Linked DNA regions of Drosophila melanogaster: all the other regions are linked to region 2. The links are chromatin contacts, called in public Hi-C and targeted proximity ligation maps. All regions are on one chromosome and are shown on one strand. The core of a region is the stretch at or near the end of the contact, and the rest is flanking DNA. Distances in the headings are between cores, read along the strand shown. Region 1 holds the start of ens (ensconsin). Region 2 holds the start of Faa (Fumarylacetoacetase). Region 3 holds the start of Rcd5 (Reduction in Cnn dots 5).

Region 1 (2,715 bases), core at 99-2,598, 61 kb before region 2:
GATAGTGGGCAATGAGGATACCGTAGCAAGACTATCCGTATTCGCCACCCAGGGAAATGCACCCAATATTATTATTGCTGTGAGTTTGTGAGGAGTAAAATTAGTTTGGCGCCACTAATTGTGATCTATAGGGTCCTCCTGGCGTGGGCAAGACAACCACCATCCAGTGTCTGGCCAGGATTCTCCTGGGAGACAGCTACAAGGAGGCTGTCCTCGAGCTGAATGCCTCCAATGAACGAGGAATCGATGTGGTCCGCAACAAGATCAAGATGTTTGCTCAGCAGAAGGTGACACTGCCGCGGGGCAGGCACAAGATTGTGATTCTGGACGAGGCGGACAGCATGACGGAGGGTGCCCAGCAGGCACTGCGCCGGACCATGGAGATCTACAGCAGCACCACTCGTTTTGCCCTGGCCTGCAACACCAGCGAGAAGATCATAGAGCCTATCCAGTCCCGCTGCGCCATGCTACGATTCACCAAGCTGTCCGATGCGCAAGTTCTGGCCAAGCTCATCGAGGTGGCCAAGTGGGAGAAGCTTAACTACACGGAGGACGGACTTGAGGCCATCGTATTCACTGCCCAAGGTGATATGCGACAGGGACTGAACAACCTGCAGTCCACCGCTCAGGGATTTGGCGACATCACCGCTGAGAACGTCTTTAAGGTCTGCGACGAGCCGCACCCAAAGCTCCTAGAGGAGATGATCCACCATTGCGCTGCTAACGACATACACAAGGCCTACAAAATCCTGGCCAAGCTGTGGAAGCTGGGATACTCGCCGGAGGACATCATTGCGAACATATTCCGTGTCTGCAAGCGCATCAACATCGATGAGCATTTGAAGCTGGACTTTATCCGTGAGATCGGAATCACCCACATGAAGATTATCGATGGTATCAACTCGCTGCTGCAGCTCACCGCCCTTCTGGCCAAACTCTGCATTGCCGCCGAGAAGCATTAGATTTAATATGAACTATAGGTTAAAGAAATCTCAGAGATAAATAAAATTGGAGATAAATAAGTCCTTTTCAGTATTGAATACAAGTGTACCTAAATTTTAAACTGGGCACCGTTAGTTAACAGATTAATGTTAATTTCTATGTCAGCGCACTTAGAGCATATCGTCCCTAATGGAGTGTTAATTATTGCGCCCTTGGTATCGGAAGCTGAAATTATCATACAACATTAGATAATGTATTTATAGGACCGAATGATCATTAGTTTTTATACATAAAACCGGAGTTAGTTTTTATACATAAAAACCAATACGTTAGTTAACATTTCTAGTATTTTCGTAGAGCACACCACTATACAACAGTACGGTCGCATTAAGTAGATTATCGCAGCACTACAGAGCTGGCCACACTGTTTGCAGCGCTAAAGTAAAGTGAAATATGGCGAGTCTTGGGGGCCAACACGGAAATATTTCGACTAATCCAGAAGGTACGCATTGAAAACAACCCGCTGAGAGTGCGAAATCGAAGGACGAATGCCCCCGCGTCGAAAATCGGCCAGGATCTACGCGTTTTCGGGGCGTTTTCAGTGGCCAAAAAGTGCTGGTCGACTGCGCAGCAAAACGGCACTCACACCACGGCCAAAAAGCAAAAACGGAGTGAAGAGAGAAAAACGAAGAAAAAAAACAGCGAGGCGAGAGGCACAGAAAAGAAAAGAAGAGAAAAGCCGAGAAGCCAAAAGTGTCTGCCCCCTAGAAATGGGGGATATATGTATTTCGAGTTCCCCGATTCCGAACCGGAGTTTTGAGTTTATAAATAAGTTCCAGTCGGAAAAGTCGTTGGAACAAGAGAGAGGGAAACATACATTATTTTCTCGTACTTCTCACTGTCTCTCTCGCTTCGTCATCGCAGCTGCTGCCGTGCGCTTGTGTTCGTGCGTGTGTGTGTGTGTTTTTGTGTCCCCCTCCTTCCTCGCTCTTTCGCCTTCTTGTCACCTTTCCTTTTTGCCAAAACGCAACGGCAATTGATTTTCCCCACACACGAAAGCCAAAAGTCCGTGTAAAACTCCGGAAAATCGCAGCGAAACTCAATCGTCCATTTTTCTCGTACTTCTTTTGCAGTGGAAAACACAGCCAAGCGACCCGAAAGTCGCGAGGGCAGCGCCGAGCGAAAAGGTAAGCCTTCTATGCGGATTATCTTGCGAGTTACATAAAATCGGCACCAATGTATATCACACATACGCACTATATGTAATCGCTTTAACATCACCTATAACTCGAACCACAGCCCACGCATTCGCACCTGCCAAGATCTCGGGCTGCAGCGCCGGCGCAACCTTGCATTGGTTCGCCCAGGTGGGCGGTCAAATCTCCGCCAGTGAAGACGACTCTCAAGGTAGTTGGCATTCCATTCAGGCTGCTCCAAAGTCTTCCACAGCCACGCCCCGTTCTGTTCCGCCTCCAAAACGAATGCTCCGAATGTTTGCCGCATGATCTCACTAACAAATAAGACCCATAGTCCGCCTTATCGCGATTTTAACCGTCACTGGTCTATTGCAAGTCTTTCATAGCTGTTTTTCTAATAAGAAAATCTTCTTATCTATTCTCACCCAGTGACACGCTTTAAATCACTGTAGTTTCTAAACTGTCTAGATGTTACCCACTAAAGTGGGTTATTAAAAACTCAAAGCATCTTCAATTAACACCTAAAAGATCAAAATGTTATCTACACTTAAGGTCTAGCTTGATTTTAGATGGCAAG
Region 2 (2,872 bases), core at 271-2,770:
CGATCGCCGGCCCAACTTCTTCCGCTCGATTATCTCGTCGGCGGCGGTCAACGAGGCGGATGTGGACTTTATGCTGGACGAGATCCATCGCCTGGGCGACGACTTGTAAGGGGTTTCAGTCTAGTTTGGCTCGGCTCGTCTCGGTTCGGTTCGGCTTCGATTGGTAATGGTAGATCTCACACAACCAAGAAGTATCATTTAGGTAAAAGCATATCAGGAGACCGGCTGAAGAGCCCAGAGATCCGAGAGCCGGCGATTATGGGTATCCCGGTAATCATCAGAGTTCAATGTTGAATGTACATTTGTTTGTATCTATAACGTGTTGCTAGATGTTCCTTTACGATTTCTCATTCTGTTATCCGTTGACCGTTATTCGTTAAGCGTCGTTATCCGTTCGTCCCGGAGTTGGAAAAAAAAGTACTATGTATAATCGAGGCGTTTTACTTTTACGTTCGTTGGCAACTATATCTAAATCAATGGACGGCGAGAGGAGAATCCACAAGTTATATTTGAATATCTATATGTATACCGAAAAATAACGATAGAATTCAGAGCATAGAAGCCACCGCTCCACACACGCACCACCAAAACGAAAGACAGCCCCAGTCCCACACAAAAGTACTATGATGATATAATGATATATATGTATATGATATAGAAACTGTTGGAACGCTATCTTAACATATCAGGAGAAGATGAAGAGCCAGTTGAGGACCTTAGTTCAATTCGTTGATTTCACTTTGTTTGCAAACAGAGAATGTTTTCAAATATATCATATCTATAGCCATGCGCGTACCTTTATAAAAACAAGATCGAAAGAGACCTGTGCTTGTTAATTGTATAGACAAACCAAAGAGAGGGGATCTGTGCCGCAGAACCCATTTAGTCCATGTATCGAACTGTGCTATATATAGAGACGTGAATACGTATAATCGAATTAGTTGGAGTTTAGTTTCAACAAAATGGCTGACAAGTATATATGTATTGCCCGGAGTCAATTAAGCTCAATTACGAATGTTGGAAGATTCAGATTTTAGTTAAGTTTTAATCAGTTAGTTGTTCCAGAAAGGTTGGTAGTGAAATGTCCCTATATGAAAAGAACACAATCAGACATTACATTCTACCTGTGCACAAAACTCGTTTGTCAATTCCGCAAAAGTAAGAAAATAATGGCATAAAAACTACAATAAATTCAACAATTATAGTACTTTAAAGCGTGTTATCTAAGTTTATCCAGCACCACGCTCATTTTATGTATGTATAAATTAATGTATGTATATGTATTTGCAGATCCAAATCAATGCCAAACAAGAATTATTCCAACATCTATATAAATGCAAATGAATATATTATATATATGAATATATGAGTAAAATAAATAAAAGTAATCAAAGCGCAATTAAAATTTCTCTTCATTATGTCTAAGGCGCTCTTTACCTTTGGGGGCTTGGTTTTGCTAAGAGAGCCGAAAGATCTTGTGGTCTGAGCACCTATATAAGGCGGATCGTGAATAGAAAATCCCTCAGTTGTTATCTAGCTCACTCTGGCTCCGCGCACGCTTTTTCCGCTTCTCTGCTTCACTTTATTGATTCGCACCAACCTGCCCAAGTTTTCCACTTTGAGTGCTTTTAAAATGTCCCAGAGTTTTGTGCCAGTGCCAGAGAACAGCGATTTTCCGCTGGAAAATCTACCCTACGCTGTCTTCTCAACCGAAAACAATGTGAGTGATATCATACTGAAATCAAATCTTATATTTTTATGAGATTTTAGAACAATGGTCTCGCTGTTGTAAATGATAACTAAAGTGGTAAATGGCAAAGCAAATGTTCCTTTAACTCAGCCTGTTTTCCGTGTAATATTTTCAAGTTTTTCTTCAGTTTCATGTGACTTTGGATCGTTCCACATGTTCTAGAAATCAACTTTAGAACAGAAACCGCTTTGGGGCATAGCATTTGCATACATCATCCAAGACAAACTAGTTTGTTTACGAAAACAATATGCTAATCCAATCTTTAATACCCCAGCAACCAGGTTCTGATAAGGCCCCATATCATATATCGTATTTGTATATCGTAAATGGTGTTTTTCATCTTACCATCCGTAGAAAGTTCACCGTATTTGTGTGGCCATTGGAGAGCATGTCCTGGACCTGAAAGCTGTCTCGCAGTTGTTTCCTTTCCAAGTTCAGAAAAGCCTGCAGGCCGAAACTTTGAATGAGCTTATGGGATTGGACTTTGAAGCTTGGGATGTGGTAAGAAGCCAGACTCAAAAGCTATTGACGAAGGGTTCAGAATTGGACCACAATGTGGACTTGAAGGCGGTGTAAGTCGGATTTATTATAATAATTTATTATTCATAGTTAATAATTTATTTATTTATCAGTTCCATTGTGCCACAGTCTGAGATCAAGCTGCACCTGCCTGCACAGATTGGTGACTATACAGACTTTTACTCATCCATCCACCATGCCACCAATGTCGGCATTATGTTCCGTGGACCAGACAATGCTCTGATGCCCAACTGGCGCCATCTGCCGGTGGGCTATCATGGTCGTGCAAGTTCTGTGGTGGTTTCCGGTACTCCCATCCGTCGTCCTCTTGGTCAAACGTTTCCCGATGGAGCAGAGAAGCCCGTCTTTGGCGCCTGCAAGCTTCTGGATTTCGAACTAGAAATGGCTTTCTTTATCGGTGGTAAGGGAAATCAGCTGGGTGAACCCATACGCGTGGATGAGGCCTGGAAGAACGTGTTCGGTTTCACGCTGATGAACGACTGGAGTGCCAGGGATATTCAGAAGTGGGAATATGTGCCACTGGGCCCCTTCACCGCAAAGAATCTGGGAACCACCATCTCCCCTTGGGTAGTGCCCACAGCT
Region 3 (3,011 bases), core at 247-2,746, 33 kb after region 2:
TTGCGACGATCTGCCAGAGCTCGCTCCATCTCGAGAGCTTCGTCACGTGGCTCGTTCAGGTCGTGCTCGAAGATTTGATCTTCTGCATCCGAGAAGCTGAGTGGCTGCTGATCCGTGCCATATATAGGCTTCACTGACTGATCCGGCAACAGGGTGTACTGCTTGAGAAGAAGCCAATGGTTTTGCAAGGATTTGGCAGTGCGGGCGCAGTAGAAAACGGAGGCATTCTTATCCAGTAGCTCCTGGAACTGCTCAAGTTTTGGTTGTTCCGACTGTGAATTGAATTACTGATTAGAAAAAGCTTAAATCATGATGAAAATAGTGTACTTACGCTCTTAATGGTGCCAAGCAGATCCTCCTCCTGCACGCTGTACAAAGCTTTGCGCTGAACGGACTCCACGAGTTCGGGGTGCAGGTTCCTTATGGCGGACACTGCAATCCTGGACACCGCAGGCTCATACAGCAGAGCATACCAGCGCTGCTGTAGTTCCTGCAGAGTAAACTTGCAGGAAAACTTAACGCCGCGATGGATTATCCGCAGATCGTTGGTCTGCTGGATGCCAATTATGAGGGCCAAGTCGTCAATGGGCTTCCAGCGGCCCAAATCCTTGGTGGCCATCTGACCCATGGGACGACCATTTCTACGCTGCGCCTTTTTGCTGGCAGGACGCACTGGGCGCGAACGGCGCTCGCTGGTCGTGGAGCGCTCCATGGCCGGTGGTTTGGGATGCGCGACGGCAGTCACAATTGGGGCAACTGGAAGGGGAGTGGCCAAGGGAGCTGGCGTTGTGGGCGTGGCCAGTGACAGCGATGCAACAGTGCTAGGTGTCCCCGGCAGCAGGGAATCAACTGAAAGCGGCGTCTGTGGCGTGGAAGTGGGTATGTTAAGAGGCGCTAACGTGGTGTGCGGCACGCCCACCAAAGCTGGATAATTCTGGGAGGTGGTGCGAGGCCTGCTGCTGCGATTGGCGTCTGTTCCGCTGCGATTTGTGGGCACCGCAATGTTGTACTCAACTATTTCGTCATCAAAACGCTTCCTTTTAATCGTCCGCGATGAACTGTTTCGATGCAAAAGGAGCTGCCACTTAATCTGTCAATTTTGACATATGTCATCGTCTCACCTTCTTCGCTTTTGATCGTTTTGCTGTTCTATCTGCAGATTTGAAATGGGATTTCGTATCGGCGTTGAAATTCCAACGGCACTGCTAGCTGTACTTCCTATTGTGGTTGTTGTTGTTGTGGCTGCTGGTGTTGGCATGGTTGTTGTTGCTGGCGACACGCCTACCTGGATTAGTGTGCTCGCAGCTGCTGTGGGAATGGTGGACACTGTGGGGGGATTGGGAGCGGTAACGGACACTGCACTGCTGGCGATCGCGGTTATTCTTGATGCCTCCATCGCTCTAGCGGGCTGTTTATGGGCTAAAATGTATTTATTTTCGCGACGCACAGCTCAGCAGTGTGACCGCACCAGCAGGAAAAAGTATATCACTTGCAGAGTTGCCACGTCTTCGAAATAAAGTGTCACTGCAAGAAAAACATTTGTTAATAGCTTATATAAATATATATAAAATTAATTTTCTTTCTTAACAGTTCACTTGCTTAATATATAATTAGCGAAAGTGAGAACATTAAGCTTGACTTTACCATTTTAAAAGTTACCATCATAGTGTCACTGGCCTGCCAGATCTCCATGGGAAACACATGTTTCGCAACACTGCTACCCACACAAACGCATTCGCGAATATCTGGTAACCTCGCCACTGGAGCCCTCTCGAAATTTTGTTTACTGGCATTTAAAATCAGCGAATTCGGGCTAAAAAGTCTTACTTATGCACCCAGCACCGATGCCCGGAGCGACTAGATGAGTGTCTGGATGAGCGGGCCCCGAAATTTCGCACTAGCCACACAAATTATACGGGAAACTATGAGGTAAATGGTTCTTTGCACGAAAACAAAAAGGCGACTGACTAAGATATGACTAATCGATTTGCAGTTTGCACTACGCGGAATCGGAATCTTCGCCGTCAGAGAGCAAAATGGACATCTCGGAGACGCCGACGGACTCAACGGGCGTCTCGCCGCTGGCGGATGATGTTTTGCCCACCGCGCCGGAGAAGAATATCCTGAAATTGGAGCAGGCCAAGCAGGATCACGATAAGGAGGAACTGGAGTTCAAGACGACCTCCGCGCTGGACAACAGAATACTGCGTCCAGAGCTGCTGCCCATGGAGGCGATGCCACAACGACACAACATCATCGAGCGCACCCTGGCCAACAGCCATCCGCTGATGTCGCCAACCAACACGGACTCAGACTCGGAACCCTTTCAGCTGAAGAAGCAGGAGAAACAGCTGCCGAGGAGCAACTTTCCGGACGTTGTGCCCACCACGGAGACGGTGCAGGTGAAGAACAACCTGAACCAATGCCGGAACAAGCCGCAGGACGCCAAGGTCAGCCTGCTAAGGGCCAACAGTCCGGATATCCTGAGCAGCGAGTCAGATGCGGATGTGTCCCAGTACTTGGCCGCCGTGGAGTCTAACTTTCAGTCCGTTTCCCTGATGCCCAATGGCAATGGCAAGAAATCCAAACGATCGACTGCACTCCCTGGTGGCGAGGACATATCTAGCCTGGATTCCATCTCCAATCACAGCTTCGACGATGACGAGGACATTGAGCACAATTTGGCCTCTCTAAGTCCATCGAGCTCCCTGATTGATGGCTTAGACGGAGAGGATGACGACGACGACTGCGAGGGTCCGGAACTGCTGCCCGACCACGACGACGACTTGGAACTGGACCTGGAGTTCGGTTTGGCCACCACGCCCACGCCAAATGCTCCGGCATCGGCTACGGCTGCCTCAACTCTGCCACAGTATACGGCTGCTGAAGAGAGACGTGATTCGCGGAATTGGCAGAAGATCACTTTACCGGATGGACGTACCAGGGAGATCGACATGCGGGTCATAGAGCCCTACAAGCGTGTGCTGTCCCACGGCGGCTATCTCAAATCT

The links. A called contact is a pair of places that touch in the nucleus more often than the background predicts.
Region 1: a contact with region 2 is called in a Hi-C map of the Kc167 cell line, with 3 times the contacts expected there. A contact is called at or near these places in 4 of 107 Hi-C or Micro-C datasets (the Clone 8 cell line, the Kc167 cell line, cellular blastoderm embryo and 1 more).
Region 3: a targeted proximity ligation map of the Kc167 cell line shows a contact between it and region 2, with 6 times the contacts expected there. A contact is called at or near these places in 44 of 107 Hi-C or Micro-C datasets (the Clone 8 cell line, the D17-c3 cell line, the Kc167 cell line and 17 more) and 5 of 7 datasets of targeted methods (the Kc167 cell line and the S2 cell line).

What each region holds. Positions count from the first base shown.
Region 1 is chr3L:4,133,183-4,135,897 of dm6, reverse strand. ens (ensconsin) reads left to right here and starts at 1,348. Exons shown (of 13, transcript NM_001300004.1): 1 at 1,348-1,444; 2 at 2,076-2,129. The coding sequence starts at 1,396. It overlaps RfC4 (Replication factor C subunit 4), which reads left to right. Exons shown (of 2, transcript NM_079191.3): 1 at 1-79; 2 at 132-1,038. The coding sequence ends at 962.
Region 2 is chr3L:4,072,602-4,075,473 of dm6, reverse strand. Faa (Fumarylacetoacetase) reads left to right here and starts at 1,520. Exons shown (of 4, transcript NM_080091.4): 1 at 1,520-1,720; 2 at 2,105-2,322; 3 at 2,383-2,872. The coding sequence starts at 1,634. Gad1 (Glutamic acid decarboxylase 1) reads left to right here. Exons shown (of 8, transcript NM_168055.2): 8 at 1-1,397. The coding sequence ends at 109.
Region 3 is chr3L:4,039,014-4,042,024 of dm6, reverse strand. It overlaps Rcd5 (Reduction in Cnn dots 5), which reads right to left and starts at 1,496. Exons shown (of 3, transcript NM_139595.3): 1 at 1,122-1,496; 2 at 332-1,058; 3 at 1-272. The coding sequence starts at 1,396. It overlaps CG11593, which reads left to right and starts at 1,543. Exons shown (of 4, transcript NM_139594.2): 1 at 1,543-1,929; 2 at 1,994-3,011. The coding sequence starts at 1,925.